Linked DNA regions of Pan troglodytes: region 1 is linked to region 2. A link is a contact called in public HiChIP or PLAC-seq data. All regions are on one chromosome and are shown on one strand. Each heading gives the region's core, a stretch centred on a gene start, on an enhancer-like site or on the middle of the called end of the contact. The rest is flanking DNA. Distances are from core to core; before and after follow the strand shown. Region 1 holds the start of SSBP2 (single stranded DNA binding protein 2). Region 2 holds the start of ATG10 (autophagy related 10).

What was found. HiChIP or PLAC-seq counts read pairs in DNA pulled down with a chosen protein or histone mark.
Region 1: a contact with region 2 is called in an H3K4me3 HiChIP or PLAC-seq map of stem cell-derived excitatory neurons, with 5 times the contacts expected there. The contact joins the promoter of SSBP2 here to the promoter of ATG10 in region 2. A contact is called at or near these places in 2 of 7 Hi-C or Micro-C datasets (induced pluripotent stem cells and stem cell-derived neural progenitor cells) and 1 of 1 datasets of contacts at active chromatin or transcription factors (stem cell-derived excitatory neurons).

What each region holds. Positions count from the first base shown.
Region 1 is chr4:34,305,326-34,310,061 of NHGRI_mPanTro3-v2.0_pri, reverse strand. It overlaps SSBP2 (single stranded DNA binding protein 2), which reads right to left and starts at 1,327. Exons shown (of 16, transcript XM_063810341.1): 1 at 1,183-1,327.
Region 2 is chr4:34,086,413-34,090,534 of NHGRI_mPanTro3-v2.0_pri, reverse strand. It overlaps ATG10 (autophagy related 10), which reads left to right and starts at 1,446. Exons shown (of 8, transcript XM_003310661.6): 1 at 1,446-1,707.

The DNA.
Region 1 (4,736 bases), core at 78-2,577, 220 kb before region 2:
AGCCCCAGCGCCCAGGCCCCCGCCGCCGCGCTCCCCGCGCTGCCCGCCCCGACCCCGGCCGGCCCGCCAAACACCCACATTCCCACTGCGCGCCTTCCTCCACGCAGCTGCCCCTCCCGCCACCCCCGGCGGCTCTCCAGGTCCCCGGAGCCCCGGACCCCAGCTCTAAAGTTACTTTGGAAGGTGAACCCGCGGGTTATTTCCCTCAATCACCCAAACAAGTTTCCATCCTCGCCACCAGCACCACCGCCGCCCCTCAACACACCCGCTCCCTCCCGCCGACAGCCCCCTGCGGCCGCCCGCCCAGCGCCCGCACCTCCCGGGAAAGCGCAGCTCCCCGCACCACACGCCCCCATCGCGGCACCCCTCCCCCTGCCAGCCCACCCCCGGCGCTCCCCGGGCGGAGAGTGTCTGTGTCTCCCAGAGTGTGCGAGTGCGTGCGTGAGTGTGCGCGCGTGTGAAGGCGGAGGTGGGTGAGAAGCGGAGACACTTACTTCTCCCGGGCCTGGCTGTCGGACGGGACGGCGCTGCTGTTACTCTTGCCTTTGCCGTACATGCTTGTGCCGAGAGCAGCTCCCACTGTCACGCACCTGTCAACCCATCACAGCCTCCCCGGGAACAGCCCCGTCCCCATGGCGACCCACGCAGCCACCCCCACTATTGGCCGCCCCACGCCAAAGCTCCGCCCCCTTCGCCCAGGCAACGCGCGAGACTGACAGGCCTCCCCCTCCCTCCGGCCTTCCGAAGCGCGCGGTGGCGGCTAAGCCTCAGCGGCAGTCTCCTCCCTCCTTCCCTCCCTCCCCGACTCCCTCCCTCCCGCCTTCCCTCTCCGCTCTCCTCCCTCCACCCGCTCTCCTTCCCCCTCCCCCCTCCGAACCCGGGCGCAAGGGGGGAATTAGAAACTGCTCTAGAAGGATTTTAAACAACTGGCTGTTCTCTCCGTCGCCACCCCTCCCCCCGCGCCGCCCGCGCTCAGCTCCTCACTGGAGAGAAGGCGCCGGGAGGAGGAGAAACTGCGGCCTGGAGTCTCCGGCCGGAGCCGGCGGAGCTGGAGCCGTGGCGGCCCCAGACTTCGGGGCGCCCGCTGAGTCCACAGACAGAGCCACGGCCTCAGCCGCCCTGGGGCCCCCACCAGCCCCTCTCCCGCTCCTCTCCTATGCGTGACCCCGCGCCGGTACCCACGATTGATTTCTGCGGTCCTCAGCCCTACTCCCTGGGGTGTCGCCCCCGCCCTGTTCCCAGAGGGCCGGCTGGCGAGGGACACCCGCGCTGTTCCCTCGACCTTCTGGCTGAGCGACCGACAGCGACTCGCCTTCTCTCCTGGGGAAAGGCTGCACCTCCGGCCCTCGGCGCCGCTGCGGTGGCGGCGCCCGGGGCCGCGCCCTGCGCCCCAGGGGAGCACCCGGCCTGGGGTCGGCCTCCTCTGTAAGAGGTGAGCGGACCTCCCGAGGAGGCCCGGTGACTCCTGCGGCCGCAGCGGCCCCTGCCCCAACCCCTCCTTGCACGGAGCCCCGCGGCGCCCTGGACACCCCGCCAGATCTGCCGCAGAAGAGGGCCCCAGGCTTCCCCACCCGGCCTGGTTTAACAGTTTGGGTCAGTGATGCCTATTCATCCTGACCCCTGGAGTGGAAAAGGCCAGAAAAGGTCTTGAAAGACTTCCCTGTCCTTGCCCGTTAGAATAGGCCCCAGCGCGCTCCAAGGTGTACAAAGCTGTGCCAGGGCTGAAAGGCTGCCCGAGAATGTTTCTATATCCAAATCCCTAATCCCATTTCAGTAAACGCGCAAAAGTTTGAGAAACACACACAATCTGGTTCCCGGTAGAACTCTGCATCCTTTATCTTATTGAAGTCCTTGACTGTAAAATCAGACGGGTGCAAATGGGGTCAGAAAGAAGATGGGCTTCACACGGGGAAGAAGGGGACAGATGGGGTGGGACAGGGCGACATCTGGAAAGGATGAATAGAAAAGAAGCTATGGGAGGAGAGGGAAATAGGATTCGCGTGGAGGAAGGTACCGTTCTATTCCACACACATACAGCTTTAAGCATTTAGTAGGAGGATCATAAAATGCATATGGAGATATACAGACAGATGGAAAGGAAAGAAATGGGTGTGAGCATTGACAGAAGTGATAGGAATAAAACATCAACAGAAGATTAAGGAAGGGCAGTTAGCAAAAGTGAGAGGTCGAGAATCAAAAACGCGGTTGGCAACCAAACATAAAGACGGGAAAATGAAGAGGAAGGACTTTCTATACTGGTGTTAACGACAAGGAAAAAAACATGAGGAAAGTGAGGTATAAAAAGATGAGAAGACTAGAAGATACAGGATTAAATGAAGAAGCCATAGAGTGTGATAGCAAAAGATTAAAAGTAATAGAGGACAGACATTATCGTTAAAAAAAAGATATAAGAAAAAAAGCACTTTTACTAAAAGAACAAAAATTAAGCCAATAAAGGAAATGAGGGGGGGAAAGTGGGGGAAAAAAATACACTGGCTTAAGTAGATTAATTTCCAAGAGATGTAATTTGCCATTTCTGACTTAAGAATTCTTCTGTCTGTTTCTAATGACCTACAGTTATTGGGTGGTTGGGATATGGCATTCATATTCTTCTTTTTGTTTCTAATGACCTGCAATGATTGGGTGATTGAAGCGAAGCTGAGCCAGTCAGCCACTCTTAAAGAACTTTTGCTCAAAATGCTCAAATGTGTATAAGGTTGCCACAGTTTACAGACTCAACTTCAAGGTTAGCATTATGTAATTTTTTTGTTCAATTATCTACTTACATTGGCCTTAACCCAGAAAATTTTTAGTATCTCAAGGCTCCATCTCTTATAGAATACTCCCTATAAAGGTGCTGCTCAGAGAATGCTGTCAGTTCTCAGAGAGCTCTGGCAGCTTCTCAAGACACCCTCCTGCCTGCCCCTGGAAAAACGAACCAAGGGTGGGCTTTGTCCTACTATCCAAAAACAAAGTAGGTATTATCCTTGCACTGGTGTTGGGACTCTCTTAACTATGGTTCTCAATCATGGCACGTTAGAATTGCCTTTATTTTCATTGTTGTTGGGTTTTGTTTGTTTGTTTATATACTAACTGGATCAGAAACCTTGGGGATGGACCCAGGTACCTGCATTTTTTTCATAAGCTCCACGTGGTTCTTGTGTATAACCAGGGCTGCCTGCCTTTGCTCTTCAGTATCCATTTAAAGACAGCCAATGGGTACCATAAGAGTTTAGTACAAGACTTTTAGGTTGGGCTGTCCATTAACAAATGACCCTACTCAAGTAAGGCATTAAGATGTCTTTACAGTGTACTTTACTTTCTGCCACCAAGCCAACAAACTTGTTAATAGGACAAAAATGTATGCCCATATGTGTTCTCATAGTACAAGATCACGAATAGCCATGGTTTAATTTGCTATTTCCTATAGAGAAAGGAAAATGAAGAAAGAGAACAGGAGAAACTGTTTGCTGTCTACTGCTATAATTTATTCATTTGATTGGTTTTTACCCAGATTTGTTACATTTGGAAGTCCTTTGGGTAATGGCATATTTTCTGATGTTTAAAAAATAAATAAATTATAGATCTGCACAGTGGGGTATGGAATTTAGAACAATTTGGTCTTAGTCTCTGGAAAGAATAAAATGCTAAAAGGTCTTAGTTCAGAACTTGCGAAGTTAATGTCAGAGTTACCTTTATAAGAATGTTCTCATCTGACAAATATACAAAGTGAAAACATGACTTTTATATGTATATGTATCCTGTATATAGTAACCTTAAAGCTTAAGTAATCAAATCAATTATCATTAAAACAGCTCAGCAGCTACCTGAACCATCTCTGTTTTATTTTCCTGTAAATGTTTTCACATGTAAATAAAATGCTTCTTTGCCCTTGTTCAAATTATTTTGAGTACAAAGAGTGTTCTTTGCATCAGCAACTGTATCTCCTGGGACCAATATTGTAATTAATGAGATTTGAAACACATATTCAGAGCCAAATTTGAGATCCCAGACACAAAAATGAAGATCCATTGTTTTGTTTTCATTTTTTAAAAAGGGAAAAGATTGGAGATTTAAAGCTTCCTAGTGTAGAGAATCACAATGTATTTTTAGAGGGTTTTTTTTTTTAACCCACATATGAGATTGATGAATTTGGGGAGCCTGGATTTGGGATAGGGGAACCCTGACCAGCAATGTCACCAGAATGGAACATTTGGAATCGAGGTTGATTTTTTTAAAAAACTTTATTCTTTCGGATATAGAACATCATAATAACTCAATCATTAGGTCTCCCTCATCCCTACCCCCATTTCGTTTGGACACGTATGCACAATTTTCTCTTTCTGGAACCTACATCTAATTCTTGGAAGTCTTTATCACTTTAAAACAGGCAGTTCATTATGCCACCCTGCTCAAGCTCTAGATTGACTATACATTTCTTTGATCCTCACTTTTTTTCTGTAGAACATTAAAGTTAATAATGTCTACATTCTTACAGTGCATGAGACCTCAGAAAAGATTTACCTGTTATATACAACAAAGAGACCACCTCTTTATGTTTAAATGGAAGCTAATCATGAATTTAATTATGTGCATCATACAGATCATTTAGCTTATTAACTTAAAACCACTTAGAAATAAAAATATTTAGAAAAATAAACTAAACATTAAAATAAATTTTCTTGTTTTAGAGTAATATTCCCCAAAAATAAAACTGTTCTATTATTTATTTGTTT
Region 2 (4,122 bases), core at 197-2,696:
ACCTCCAGTGCAAAAAAATTTTTTTTTAAATTAACATGGTGGTTGGTGCACTGTGTTTCTAAAATATGGAGTACAATGTAAAGCAATGCATTCTTTTTAAAAAAATTTATTCTTATTTTGAAAAATTTTTGTAGAGATGAGGTCTCACTGCCTTGCCCATAGCTGGTCTCGAACTCCTGGGCTAAAGCGATCCTCCTACCTCGGGCTCCCAAAGTGCTGGGATTACAGGCGTGAGTCACTGTGCCCAGCCGCATTCTTGTTTTCATCTGTGAAATACGTTTTTAAGGTAAATACTTAAAGTTGATGGAGACACCTGGTCTACTTAAGCTCTCATTCAGAACACACTGCCTTGTGCTTTTAAAAAAATTAAATGGATAATCTAAATTGGCAGCTACCAATTACTTTATATCCATAGTTGCTAAAAAATGTTAGTGTAAGTTCATATTTATTAGTCGCATCATTTTGAGTTTTAAACTATTTCACAAGCAGTAAAATTTATACCTCTTATGGGTTTTGTCAAACAGTGGTTTAGTCACCAACACAATCACCGTATAGAAGCTCTCAAGCTCCTTTTTAGTCAACCCCTTCCTCCAGCCCTTTGCCCTGGTCGCCACTGATCAGTATTCTCTCCTTTTAAAAACACTTATTATTTGGAAATAATTATAGACACAGGAAATTGCAAAAATACTACAGCACCTAGAGTCCCGTGTACCTATCACCTAGTTTCCTCCAATGGTGACATCTTACACAACTGTAGTACAAGATCAAAAAACCATGTCATGTAGTTTGAAGGCAGGTTTTCCTTTCACTTCTTCGCCTGCATTTTCTCCTTTCATTTCCAACAAATTTAACTCTGTTGTTAGAAGGAGCAGATGCTAGTTTTCTTTCAGATGTCTGCTATTTCAGTTCGATTACCCGTTACTCCTACATTTTTTCTAGTCTTTATCCCCATCGTTTCGCCCCAATTTAATTTTGCAGCTAGTTTTTTTTTTTTTCTCCTCTGGGATATGTGCCACAGATGGTACTATTGTCAATATTCGAATTCCTAACTTCTCCCTCCATCCGTAAGTTTTCAAGGGGTAGCCGTGCTTGTGCTTAATTGTGGTGTTTACAGGACTTTTTGTAGCGTAAGCATGCTGGTTGGCATGGCTCCCCAACCTCTTAAGGGGATGCTAGTAACCCACTCCCCCCTCAACGAGCCGCCTTTGTGCTCCGCGGAGGGCACCGCCTGCGCTGGGTTGGAGGTGGGGGTTGACTGGGGAGAGCTGCCCGCCAGGCGAGGGGCGGGGCCTTGGCGGGGGTGGTCGCGGGCGGCGGGGAGGTCTCGCTTCCCTCCTCTCCACCCGCTCCCAGTCCCGGCCTGGGTCTCAGCCCCGCCCTGCCCAGAGCGCGCGGCCGATCACGTCACCGGCCTGCGCTAGGCGGCCCCCACGGCGCGGGAGGGCGCAGTGCGCACGCTCCGACTCGGCCGTGGCGGACCTGACTGAAGGAGGCCACGGCCACTTCTGGTTGGCTTCGGGGCGCGCTGGCTCGGCTCTTCCTCCGCCCTCGAGGCCCCCGCAGTCCCATCATTCAGTTCCGTAGGGTCACCGGCGCGGCAGTGGCCTCGCAGGGCGCTGGGTCCCTCTCCCCGGCTCTCCTCCCCCTGGCCCCGTCGCCCCGCCCTCGCCGGGCTGGGCTGCGGGGTCAGGGGCCGAGCGGAGAGGGGTGAGTATTCCCCACAGCCCTTGCCGGTTGCCTCCTCCCGGCTCTGCTTCCCACACGGTCCTCGCCCCACTCCTAGGACAGGGAGGAAGGGCACGCGCGGGTAGGCGGGAAACAGCCCAGTCCTGAACAAAAGGCCGGGGAAGCGGGTCCCCGCCGGTGAACTGCAGGCCTGTGCTGGCCGCCGCGAGCGGGGAAGGGCGAGGACACTCCCTCCTCGGGGACCCGGTCCCCGTCGCGCACACGGTGTCACCAGCACACCTGGCCCAGTACCCAAAGCACCCTCGAAGTGGGTAGTAACTACTTTGTGTTTAAAATCCACATACTGATAGCAAATCTTTGGTTGAAACAGTATTAAATTACTGGGGCTTCCAGTGGCTGAGTCCAACTTAATTTGAAGTTTCAGATTAAGTATCAGGAGGAATAACTTGATATTTAGAGCCAACAGGTTTTTCTTTTTTTTTTTAAACCTCCCAAAAAACCTATAAAATCAAGAATTGGCGGGGAGGACGGGAGAATGATAAAGGAATCGTTGACTGATTTATAGAAACTTTTAGTGGCGGTAAAAATTACAAAAGTATTGGAAATAAGGCAAAAGGACAGCATGTTTTTTTCAGAGTCAAAATGGAGCCTGTCTAACAGGCCCACCTGAAGATGATTTAGATGTCTAGGGGACTATATTTTGTTTGGCATGATGATATTGATTAGGGCCTAGGCTTTGTAGTTAACATCTTTTTCATTAATGGAGACGCAAATTATTTCTGAGTGGGAGAGAAATACAGTACTCCTAAAGGTTGTAGTTTTATTGCCTTGTAGGATATTAGCCATTTTTCTTTTCTTTTTTTTGAGACAGAGTCTTGCTCTGTCGCCCAGGCTGGAGTGCAGTGGCACGATCTCGGCTCACTGCAACCTCTGCCTCTCGGGTTCAAGCAATTCTCCTGCCTCAGCCTCCCGAGTTGCTGGGACGACAGGTGCCCGCCACCACGCTCAGCTAATTTTTGTAAGTTTAGTGGAGACGGGGTTTCACCATATTGGCCAGGCTGGTCCGGAACTCCTGATCTTGTGATCCGCCTGCCTCGGCCTCTCAAAGTGCTGGGATCACAGGCGTCAGCCACCGCGCCCGGCCAATATTAACCATTTTTCTGTCTAACCTATCAAACTTAACCATCCTTTCTTCAGTGTTTATGCTCAGTTCCTGAAATGCTTTTGAGCACACTAAGCCATTCAGCTTGTTCCATTGTGAGTTTAATAAATCTTTGTCACAGGTTCATTTTGAGTCATATTTATAACTTTTGTTATTGGACAATGGTCTCTATTCTTTAGTGGCAAAAACAAGTTTATGCTTCTCAGGATGGAAGGACATAGGCCCTGTGTGGTACTCAAATACATCTTAGGACTGCAAGTAGAATCCTTTCTCATTGCTTCGGAAGGGTTAAACAGTGACCAGAGGAAATGTTACAGAACCTTGACCAAAAAATAAATCCTGAGTATTGAGAAATTAAAATTAAAGTCTTGCAAATTGTAGAGTTTAAAAATTGTTATTGATATTTTAAATTGAAGAAATTAGTGGAAATAGTAGTTCTAAATTGCGTACATTTGAATGTGGAGTGTTAAAAGATTATTTCCCTTGTCTCCTGTTTTATTTAGGATAAGGTTAACTGAGATTTTGGTACATGGTGGGCCATTCAAGTTATGTATAATGTTTTGTGACAAACTACATGTCGACAGTAGTTCCTGATGCCTAATACATTTCTGAGAAAAGTAAAGCAGCCCTTTAGGAAAAACAAGGAGAGTAAAGCTTACAGAAGATTTCTTAAGATGGGCTTGATTTGATTATCTTTGAAACCTAGAGATGTGTTTGGGACCCAGGAGGTTGTGTTTGAATCATAAATATAATCAGGGAACCTTAAGAAAAAAAAAAGCCATGGAGATCATTTGGTGATTATCTATTGAAAACAAATGTTTTCAGGGGACAAGCAGCCTGAGTATAATAAAGCAATTAGAAAGTTGGGGAATGGAGAATAGGAGAATAAGCTGTACCTGAAGGAATCTTAATTAGGGAATGGTTGCTGAAAACTGCAGAGACAAGACTTCTCTAATGTGCTTACCTGATCACATAGGTTTATAGGATCCAGGAAGAGGGCTTAGTAATAGGAGTGTAGCTTTGAAGCTAGGGTTATTTCATATCACTGTCATGTAACATCTTTCCGAGAAAACCTTTTTATCATCTGAGCTCAAGAACCTACAATGGTTTCCTATTGCCAGTTGTTTCAAATGGAATCTCCTTTGAGTTTTTTGGTTTCTTCTTTTGGTTTTTTAAGAAGTGGGGTCTCTAAGTTGCCCAGGCTGGAGTGCAGTGGCTATTTAGAGGCACAATTAGAAGGCACTACGCAGCCTTGACTCCTGGCTCAAGCAGCC